Regions from separate parts of the Sus scrofa genome. Here region 1 is linked to region 2. The links are chromatin contacts, called in public HiChIP or PLAC-seq maps. All regions are on one chromosome and are shown on one strand. Each heading gives the region's core, a stretch centred on a gene start, on an enhancer-like site or on the middle of the called end of the contact. The rest is flanking DNA. Distances are from core to core; before and after follow the strand shown.

Evidence for each region. HiChIP or PLAC-seq counts read pairs in DNA pulled down with a chosen protein or histone mark.
Region 1: a contact with region 2 is called in an H3K27ac HiChIP or PLAC-seq map of alveolar macrophages. The contact joins the promoter of ZBTB44 here to the promoter of PRDM10 in region 2. A contact is called at or near these places in 1 of 5 promoter capture datasets (liver), 2 of 47 Hi-C or Micro-C datasets (heart right ventricle and skeletal muscle) and 1 of 2 datasets of contacts at active chromatin or transcription factors (alveolar macrophages).

Annotation. Positions count from the first base shown.
Region 1 is chr9:57,017,004-57,021,989 of Sscrofa11.1, forward strand. ZBTB44 (zinc finger and BTB domain-containing protein 44) reads right to left here and starts at 1,800. Exons shown (of 6, transcript XM_003130080.5): 1 at 1,582-1,800. It overlaps LOC102165987 (proline-rich protein 18-like), which reads left to right. Exons shown (of 3, transcript XM_021063955.1): 2 at 202-530; 3 at 2,207-3,245. The coding sequence ends at 2,255.
Region 2 is chr9:56,746,439-56,751,752 of Sscrofa11.1, forward strand. It overlaps PRDM10 (PR domain zinc finger protein 10), which reads right to left and starts at 3,049. Exons shown (of 22, transcript XM_013979568.2): 1 at 2,925-3,049.

The DNA.
Region 1 (4,986 bases), core at 550-3,049, 270 kb after region 2:
TCCCGGCACGACCAGGTGGGACGCTGACACCCCGCCTCCTCGGGGTTAGGGTGCTGGGCACACGCGCGTGCACACTGGGGGCGCCCTGGGAGATCGGGGCAATTTCTCCTGGACGTCAGGGCCCAGGTTCAGTCTCCTCCCTAAAGGATTAGATACCATTGAGAGCACCCGATAGGGTTCTCCCGGTTCCTTACCGTCCAGCGCCCAGATGGGAGACGCACGGTGGCAGCCCTCGGCGGGCGCGCGCGGCGAAAAAGGGCCGGCCCCCGCCCTCCCCTTCCCTCTTCGTTACCTGCGGGCGGCGGTGCCAGGGCCCGGAGGCCTGCTGCTCCTCCTCCTCCTCCCCTCCAGGCTGTGGCGGCGAGGTGGCGGCGGCGGCGGCGGCCCGGGGGAGGGGGCGGAGCGCGCGGCTCGCAGCCTCTCTCCTCCCCCGGGAGGCGGAGGGGACCCTATCTCGGGCCGCCGCGCCTAGGCCCGTGGACGGCCTGCGGCTGGGGCATGGCGGCCCCGAGCAGCGGCGTGCCTGCGAGGTGGGGGGCGAGAGGCGGCGGGAGGGAAGAGCGCCGAGGGCCTGAGGGGAGGAGCGAGGGGGCCCCGCGAGCCGCGCGAGCGGCCGTTGGGGGCGGTTGGCCGAGGGCAAGCGGTTTGGGGAGCGCGGCGACGGCTCGCGTTTTCCTGGCGGGTCGGGGTGGGGAAGGGGAAGGGGAGTGAGGGGAGGGGAGGGGGAGGTTGGGAGGGAGCCGCCGCCGCGCGCGTGCGGGACGGCGCCGCCGCTGTTGCCGCTCGGCTCACTCCAGCCTGTTTGGGGGCACTTTGTTTGTGTCCCACAATGCTCTGCGCGGGCGGCCGGGCTGGGGAAGGGGAGGGCAAGTGGGCGGGGCGGAGCGAGCTCGGGGGCGGGGCGCGAGCGGGGAGACACGGGTATTGCGCAGCCGCAGAAAAGGCCGCTCCCAGTTCGGGGCTTGAACTGTGGGCGACTCGGCCTCCTGACACCCGCGGGTTTTGACACCGCTCGTGCATCTTTGCGTCTGTGCACACGTGCTGATTTACCGATACACACCGCCCAGACCCTGGCCAATTCGCTTTTCCTCTACCCGTCCAAAGCCGCCTTCCCGTTAGCCCTGACAAACATTTCTGGGCATGGTTCACGCTTCTTGTCTTTTTTTGTTTTCTTTGAACTAAAACCGAAAGAAACTCCTGTTTTCTCGAGTGGTTTCTGTAGCGGGGTTGAACCGGAACACCCCAGGCGCTTTCTCTTGGTGAGGGAGCTGAGCTGGTAGTGGGCCCATTTCTCGCACACGGAAACTGAGGCCTGCGGAGAGGCGGCCTTGACAGGTGAGGACGCTGAGCCCCGCTGGCTCCCACGCCCGCTTCCGCTGCAGGCAGCCGGTGTCCCGGTTGCCTGCGGCCTTTGCACCCCCGGCGTCATATTGGTGCCCGAGGATTTTTCTAGAACTTCCCTCCCTGGGCCACCTGGCGGGACGTGCGGTTCTGAAGTGACTGAAGGAATTCATCTCGTTCCCCCAAAATATGCCCGTTCCTTCCACAAGCTTGAATTTTTTTGGCTCTACCACCACTAACCTGGCTTTCCGGCGGGGAAGACTGTGGGGCGCCCCGAAGTGACTGGTACGGCCGGGAGGCGCTCTAGAGCTCTCGGTCCACTGCAAAATCATGTAAAGTGGTAAAATTCCTGGACCCCAAGTCTTAGCGTCCCGGGGCGGGCGGGCGAGCGCCCGGGACGGAGATCGGCGGGTAGAAGGGGCGCCAGGGCTGCGGGTACAAGCGCGCTCCAGGCAAGCCCGCCGGCCGCGCAGAGGTGGAGGGGGTGCGGCCTGCAGTGCCTCAGGCGCTCTGGGTTCGCATACTTTGTTTTCCCACGCCTCCAGCTTTTACACCGAAAGACTTCTCTCCAAAGGGCTTTGTGCAAGGTGAGCTGACATCCCGCCCGAAGTAGAGTGGAGATTTCTTTTGAAACACTTGGTAACGTCTTGCATTAATCTTTCCGAGAGACCAGCACCCTAGCACCCCCTCTTTCTAACCACTGAAACCCACTTTAAAAATAAAGGCCATAAAAACAACGTCTAATTTTATAGTCTTTTGCAGTTTCCAACTGCTTTTCCAGTATGTATGTCTAACGGCCACCGCAATTGTAGTACTAATAAGTTTTACCACTATTTCCACCATCATTTTATTATTCCCATTTCAGAGATCCAAGTCGGAACGATGTGAAAGAGGCCCAGAAAATTTTGTGCTGAAATTTGAAGAAGGAGAAAAAAAGAAGGTGGAATGCTTACCCTCGGCGGAAAACAGGAGCGACAGAGCAAGTCTCAGGAAGGCCTGAAGTCCTGGTGTTAGAGCAGGTGCACAGGTAACACCTGGAGAAGAATCAGGATGGGAATAAAGTCAAACAAATCGTGTCGACCTCTCCTAGGGTATTCAGTAGGACAGTCAATAAAAGACAACTGGTCAGGTCCTTACTACTCATTACCCAAGGGACTGAGGTGGCAACTTCCTTTCGTGGCAAGAGTAGCAGCCCTGGCCAAAAAAACAAAACAAAACAAAACCAGCTTTCTTTTTTAGTTTACTCTCTTTTCTCCCTTTCCTTCCCTTTTGTACTATTCTGATTTTCATTTTACACTTAAAAATTATCGGCCTCTCACTCCACCCCCACCCTGGGACTGGAAGATCAATTAACCACCAAATGGCTGTGGGGCCCTAAGGGCACAGTGCTAGATGCTTGGATAAGGTGTAAGAAGAAATACAAAGATTAACTTTGTTGTAGTCCTTTCCTCTGTTTTGGCTTTGGGTAGGGTTAGTTTCTGTGGCTTTTGCAGCCTCCCACTTTTTTCTTCCTGGACTAGTAGAGGCTTGCCCTTCAGTTGGTGGAATATATACACCTTTCTTTGACACTCGATTAAATAATACCACTGGGAGGATTTTCTGAAACCAGAATCCTGCATACAGGTGAAACAAACAAACGTAAAACAGTATGAGGAACCTTTAATTATTAACCTGGTGTAGGTGACGCTAAGGAATTCAAATTCCAGGCAAAGAGGGTTTTATTTCAGCCATAAATTTGGGGGACCAAATTCTGGCACAAATGCCACTTGCTTGTGTTAGAGCATTATAGCTGAGTGGGAACTTACTTAGTCCATAACTTATTTCAGAATAAGAATGCTTGACACTTAACTGCAAGATCTCTAGTCTGACTTGGCTCATTCCAATAGAGGAGAAATCATTTCTGCATAAAGTGCCCTTGCTCCTTTATTAGATCTTTCCAACTATATTAACAAAATTAGTCTTGCTCCCCCACCCTGAAACTTGTTCCTCTTCTAGTATTCCCAGTTCATCATCCATCCCGTTGTGCAAGTCAGCCTCACTGCTTCACTACTTTACCACTTCTCAGTTCTAGTCCATCAACAAGTCCTGCAGAATGTTCCCATTCCTGTGGCCACCATCCTAATCTAAGACACCAGTACGTTGTGCCTGGAAAATCGTGATACAGCTGACCTGGCTTCCTAAATGCATTTGCCTTTCTCTTCATTCTCTGCATGGTTGCAATGCATGCATAGCATACAATGGCTTCCTATTGTTTTTAGGATAAAATAGACTGGTACCATGGCTTTCACTGCCCTTTAAGGTGGGCCTGTACAATACATAGCTTCAGCTCTTTGTATTTTTTCCAAAAAGGTGCTAGCTGTGGGTCCCCCCAACCCCCACATCTTCTAAAATGCCACATGCTCTTCTCCAATGCATACATTGTTCCCTCTGTGTATAAAAATTTCATTCCTTAGCTAATTGCTCGCAATCGTCACATCTCTTCTACATATGGGTGTATATGTGTATATATATGTGTGTGAGTGTGTTTGTATTTGCGTGTGTGTGTATACAAAGAGGAAAACCACAGGCCCAAGTAGCATCACTTTTGCTGAAGCCCATGATACCAAATTTAAAATCTAAACCTAGATTTAATACCTGACCTAATTGCAGTTTTGACCTTTACCAGGAATGTAATCTTCATCAGCCAGTTTGGAATTTTCTGGTCAGCACTAATGAGGTAATCGGTCACACGGACCCTCTCGATTCCCCACCCTCTCCCGCCCCAGGAAGAAGAAGCTATCTGCATGATAAAAACCCTTACTGTCCTTTTCCAGGCAAAAGAAAATGTCCTGGCCTAAAAAGAATCCTTTCTATTCTTTTGCTAATAATCTCCTGCCCCCACTCTTCTTCCCTAAGAAAACTTCCATTTCGTACAACTCCCCAGAGCACCCTTCCAGTTACTAGATGGGATGCAACGTGATTCAAGAATCATTGAATAAACTGAATTAGACCTTCAAGTTTATTGAGGTTAATTTTGTTTTTTAATACTATGTATGAACATTATGAGATACAATTCACATAGCATACAATCCACCCATTTGAAGTGTTACAGTTCAGAGTTTTTTAGTGTATTCATAGAGTTGTGTGGCCATTATCACCATAGTCAGTTTTTGAACTCCTATCACCCCCAAGAGCAGTTACTCTTCCTCCCCAACTCCTCAGCTCTAGCTGACCACTAACCTAACTACTTTATGTCTCTCAGATTTGCTGGTTCTGGACATTTCGTATAAAGGAAATTTAGCTCTCTTTTTGACCACCATTCGTTCAAAACCTCCTCCCCTGTTTCCCCAGATTGTGTTAGATCCCATGGTATAAGATTCTTAGAGCTCCCTGCATTTCTTTTTTTTTTTTTTTTTTTTGTCTTTTTGCTATTTCTTGGGCTGCTCCCGCAGCATATGGAGGTTCCCAGGCTAGGGGTCGAATCGGAGCTGTAGCCACCGGCCTACTCCAGAGCTACAGCAACGTGGGCTCCGAGCCTTGTCTGCAACCTACACCACAGCTCACGGCAACGCCGGATCGTTAACCCACTGAGCAAGGGCAGGGACCGAACCGCAACCTCATGGTTCCTAGTCGGATTCGTTAACCACTGCGCCACGACGGGAACTC
Region 2 (5,314 bases), core at 1,799-4,298:
TATTAAAGCAACTATGATAAATTTAAACAGTAACCAATAAATTCTGCTTGTGAAAAACCACAGGAATGGTTGGACAGGGTGTGTCTATATTCTCTGGGACTGAGGCAGGTGGGGGAAGACTGTGTATTTTAGTGGTAATAGGTCAAAGTACATCAGCATTCTACTTGAAAACAAACTCTGGTGAAACAGTTCCAACATTGTAACGACAGGGTGTTTACCAGTTTATCATTTGTACCAAATGAAATTATGCAGTTACCATGTGTTCAGAGTGCTTAACATGCAGAATTATTAAGGAAGCCAAAATTACTGCTCGGTATTTCTCAACTCTTGGAATAATTCTATTTGTCACTCGGAAACCTCTCCCACTAGGTTACCTATGATAAACTTAAACAGTCATCAATAAATTCTGCTTGTAAAAAACAGAATGAATCAAATATTGTAGTTCCTAGTTCAGAGGATTTCATGATGCCCCTTCAAGTAATGGGGAAAACAAGTGAAAATGGCAAATCATCAGTGGTGTCATTAGGTACATATTTACATTAAAACAAAAACAGAAACAATCCTAAATATGGAAACCATATATCAAGATACCAAGTTTCTAAAAATGTTTTCTACACACACACAAAAAAAGATTTGAAGCACACCAAAATATCAGTAAAGACCATCTCTGATAATTGTACTTCAGCTAATTTTTACTTTTTATACTGTTTCTATATTTTCTACAATGATCATGTATTACTGTTAAAATTAGAAGGAAAAAAAAAATTTAGACAAGTGGAAATTGAGGCAGTGCCAACCAATTCAGGACTGCACTGGAATGATATATCATCTCTTATGCCACCATAATCTCTTGGTAAAAAACACTGAGGGCCCTTGAAGACTTGAACTTTGCCTCACCTGATACACACTCGATTACATTCACATGTACAATACACGGGGCACCTGGTGGAGCACATTGCAAAACATCAGAAAATTAAAAATAGCTTATTTAGAAAAACAGCCAGCAGTTTTAACATCCTCCCAAAACAAATAAGAGGAGAGCCAAGAGCCAGGGCTCAAGGAATAAACGAATAGAGATACAGGGTGGGAAAAAAGTTTCGGTTCAAAATTTTTAAATGTGCATATTTAATACTAATTCAATCACTTTAAAACGGTTTATATTATGTCAATTTCACTTCACTTTAGAAAGTAAACCCAGGCAGTTTCCACGGTAGCTCAGCGGTAAGGAACCACACTAGGATCCACGAGAAGGCGAGTTCAATCCCTGATCTCGCTCAGTGGGTTAAGGATCCGGCGTTGCTGTGAGCTGTGGCGAAGGTCGCAGACACGACTAGGATCTGGCAATGCTGTGGCGTATAGGCTGGCAGCTGCAGCTCCAATTAGACCCCTGCCTGAGAACTTCCATATGCAGCAGGTGCGGCCCTATAAAGAAAGAAGGAAAAAAAAAAAAAAAGCCCAGAAGTTACTTTGTAAACGTATCAGGTTGAATCAACATTGCTTTAAGCAGAGCTTGCCTCGATCTTTTTTAATTTAGTTTTTTTCAATTTAGAACATCATATAAGTACAGTTCCTCAACACAGAAGCGCTTGCGGTGCTGGGGGTGGAGTGGGCAGTGTACCAAAAACACACACAGTACACCTTCCTGCCTTCAAAGAGCTTACAGCAAAAGGTGGAGAAACAAAGGAATGCGTCAGAAAAAGAGGCCGCAAACCCTCACGAGTGATTTGTTTTTTATGAAGTGCTTCTGAGTTTAAAGAACTTTGGGGGACGACCAGCCGGGCAAGATTTGAATAGGCTTCGAATGGCACATGGCCCAGCTGGGTGCGAACCCTCTCAAGCTTGATCCTCGACTTCAGACCTAGAAGGAGCCAGCCTTGTGCTTAAACGTACACAAACATTGACTGAAAATTGATCGGAACCCAACCAACCCGCCAAACAAGGCTAAGCACGAACGCACACAAAATTCGACAAATCTGCGTTCACTTGACTTAGCAGAGCACCCGAGATGTGGCCACAGGCTAAAAAGTGCTTAAGCAAAGCTGACGATAGGCTGGCAACTCAGTACCGCCAACCCGCTTCCCAAAGGCCTGTGGCTCAAGCCTCCGCACCCGTCCCCGCCGCCCCAGAGCAGAGGTGGACCTCGGCCTGCGCCCTGCCCACCGCGAACACTGTCCACCAAGAATGCCCCAAACGGGCCATCCATCCCTCGCCGGGTCCCGGGACGCCAACTTGTGCATAAGGAACTAGGAGCCAACAATCAATGGCAAGACGGTGGCGCGGCCTCCCGAGACAAAGCAGGGAACCCAGACCACTGAGCCCGCCGGCCCCTAGTCCAACGCCGCGCCGCCGCCCCCGCGCCCGCCAGCTGAGACCGCCTGCTGCACCCCGAGCGCCCGCCGCACCCCAAGCGCCCGCCCAACCGCCGCCGCAGAAGCGTGCAGGGCGCCCAACCGCCGTCCCGGCCCAACCAACGCGGGCAGGGGAGGAGAGGTGCGCGCGGCCGGCGGAGCGTGCGAGCCGCTCGGGGGTCGCAGGGGGGAGGCTGCGCGCGGGGAAGGCAGGGCGAAGAGGCGCCGGAGCCATGGCTGAACACAGCGCCAGGAGGGGCTCGGGTAGGGGATTTTGCCCCTTTCCCCTTGGAAGGTGCAGATGGTTTGACCCCCCACCCCGAGTGAGGTGCCTTGTCCCAGCCCCGGCTGGACTGTACCATCGGGCGGTGCCGCCGGGATTTCTCCCCCCCACCACCATCACCAAGCTCCCCCCCCACCCGGGTCCGCGGTCGGTTGGCCCCGGCCGGGCTCTGAGACGCGGAAAGAGCTTGGCGCCATTTTGGGTGGGACTAAGCAAAGACGAAACACCCTCCCAGTCGATGGGGTACTCTGGACGCTGGCTTATCCGGTTCCCTTAATCCTTTAGGTACTTACACGACGTTGGGTGAGGGGAGCTGGTAGATCAGCGGGTCCCCGATCCTCTCTCCCTAGGGGTGATGGAAATCAAACCCCCCCGCCACCTCCAGGTGGTTCTTCCCGCCGCAGAGTGGGAGCAGCATAAAAGGCGGGGCTTCATTAGCATAATCTGCCTGGCAACCTGATCTCGGCGTTATATGATTGGTTGAACTCTGTAAACTCCTTGCCCTGCCGAAAGACGAGTAACGCTGGGGCGAACTGACAGGCCCAGATTTAAGACTCATGACGAAGATCCTGAGACGCTTATTCAGTCGGTGGAGAAGCCAAAAGGAGATTCACACAATGGCCCAATGGCTGAAGGCCTCTTTATTTCGTGCTCTGCTGTTCGTTTAAAATCCAATCAAAGAGCGGGTTTCGGGCAGCGTTCGCCTGCGTTTGTGCTCTAAGCCAATCAGAAGAGCCGACTCTTCGGATTCAGGGTCAAGACAGCTCACCGGGACCCGCCGTGGCCCAGGTGGGAGAGTTCCAGCCTCTGTTCTTCGGGTGGCAGCTCGCCAGCCTCAGTGCCCCAAGTGGGAGGAGGGACTGCAAGTCTGTCGGGTGTCAAGCCTTCCCCGCACGCACCCGAGAGCCCTAGCCCTGAGAGCTGCATCCCGGGACACGGTGGGCCAAGCGCACGCCCGCCTGCTCCGGCCTCTGCTGCCAAATCCACGCCACGAGCGGGACCCGAGCGGAGCCGGCCCACGGCGTCTAAACTCAACCCTGCAGACCCAGGGAGCGCCGGTCTGAGTCTCTCCTTTCCTTTTACCATTCTGAAAAATTTCACAAACATGAAGTGTTACGAAACACTGGTTAACCAAAGACTTAGCTCTGTTTTCTTAACCTCAGGCTCCCACATCGTACCGTCCCTCAAAACTGCCTCTGCAAAGGAGCCAAGTGCAGAGAAATGAGCTCAGACTCTACAATAAAACACCAGCTCTAGTTCCCCACCCCTAATATGAATAGCAGCTAGAACTTGAAGAGACCTAGAGCCTTTCCACGTACAGGGAACAATTATCCCATCCATGACATCTACCTTGCTATGTTGTTTAGAAGACTAAGTGGGATTTACATGTAAAATACTTAGCACACTAGAATCTAAACGGATAAAAGTGTTAACGGCGATAGGAGTTTCCTTGGTGGCTCAGAGGTTAACGAACCCGAGTAGCATCATGAGGATGCTGGTTCAATCCCTGGCCTTGCTCAATGGGTTAAGGACCTGGCGTTGCAGTGAGCTGTGGTGTAGGTCGCAGACAAGGCTCGGATCCAGCGTTGCTGTGGCTCTGGTGTAGGCTGGTGGCTACAGCTCCGACTGGAGCCCTAGCTTGGGAACCTCCATATGCCAGTGAGGCCCTAGAAAGACAAAAAAAAAAAGACAAAAAAAAAGTGTTAACGGCGATAAAACATGCAAAATTGCTAAACTACTGGCTAACCAACAAAAAAAAAAAAGTACAATTAAGCAAAACAATAGAAAACAACGTGGGTGAAGGAGAGGAGGATGTAAAATTTATTCAATAATATTCCTTTTGCTGTTTTATTTATTTATAAAACTGGAGGAGTTCCTGCCCTGGCACAGTGGGTTAAGAATCCGGCTGCAGCGAGTCACTGCTATGGCACTTGTTCAATCCCTCTCTTGTCGCAGTGGGTTAAAGGATTTGGCCTTGCCACAGCTGTGGCATAGGTCACAACTACTAGTGGGATTGAGTCCCTTGCCCAGGAACTTCTATATGCCAAGGTGCAGCAATTTAAAAAAATATACGTATTAACTATTAAATTTGTACACAGAACTCTCTCCTATACAAGTATTGAATATGGACTATGTACCAATCACTGTTCTAAACAGTGAGAATGGGAATAGAGAACCAAAAGCAAAAAGCTTCTGCTAGAGTTCCCGTCGTGGCGCAGTGGTTAACGAACCCGACTAGGAACCATGAGGTTGCGGGTTCGATCCCTGCCCTTGCTCAGTGGGTTAACGATCCGGCGTTGCCGTGAGCTGTGGTGTAGGTTGCAGACGCGGCTCGGATCCCACGTTGCTGTGGCTCTGGTGTAGGCTGGCGGCTACAGCTCCGATTCTACCCCTAGCCTGGGAACCTCCATATGCCGCGAGAGCGGCCCAAGAAAATGGCAAAAAGACAAAAAAAAAAAAAAAAAAAAAAAAAAAAAAGCTTCTGCTCTCATGGAGCTTGTATTTCTAGTGGAGGCAACAGAGGAAAATTGATAAATAAGATAATTCCAGGGGATGCCAAGTGCTACGAAGAAAATAAAGCAGGGAAATGCAAAGGGGTTAGGAGGATGCTGGCAGTTTAAATGCGAATGTCAAGAAACTACTTCTTAGATGCTAACATTTGAGCTCAGATCTGAATAATGAA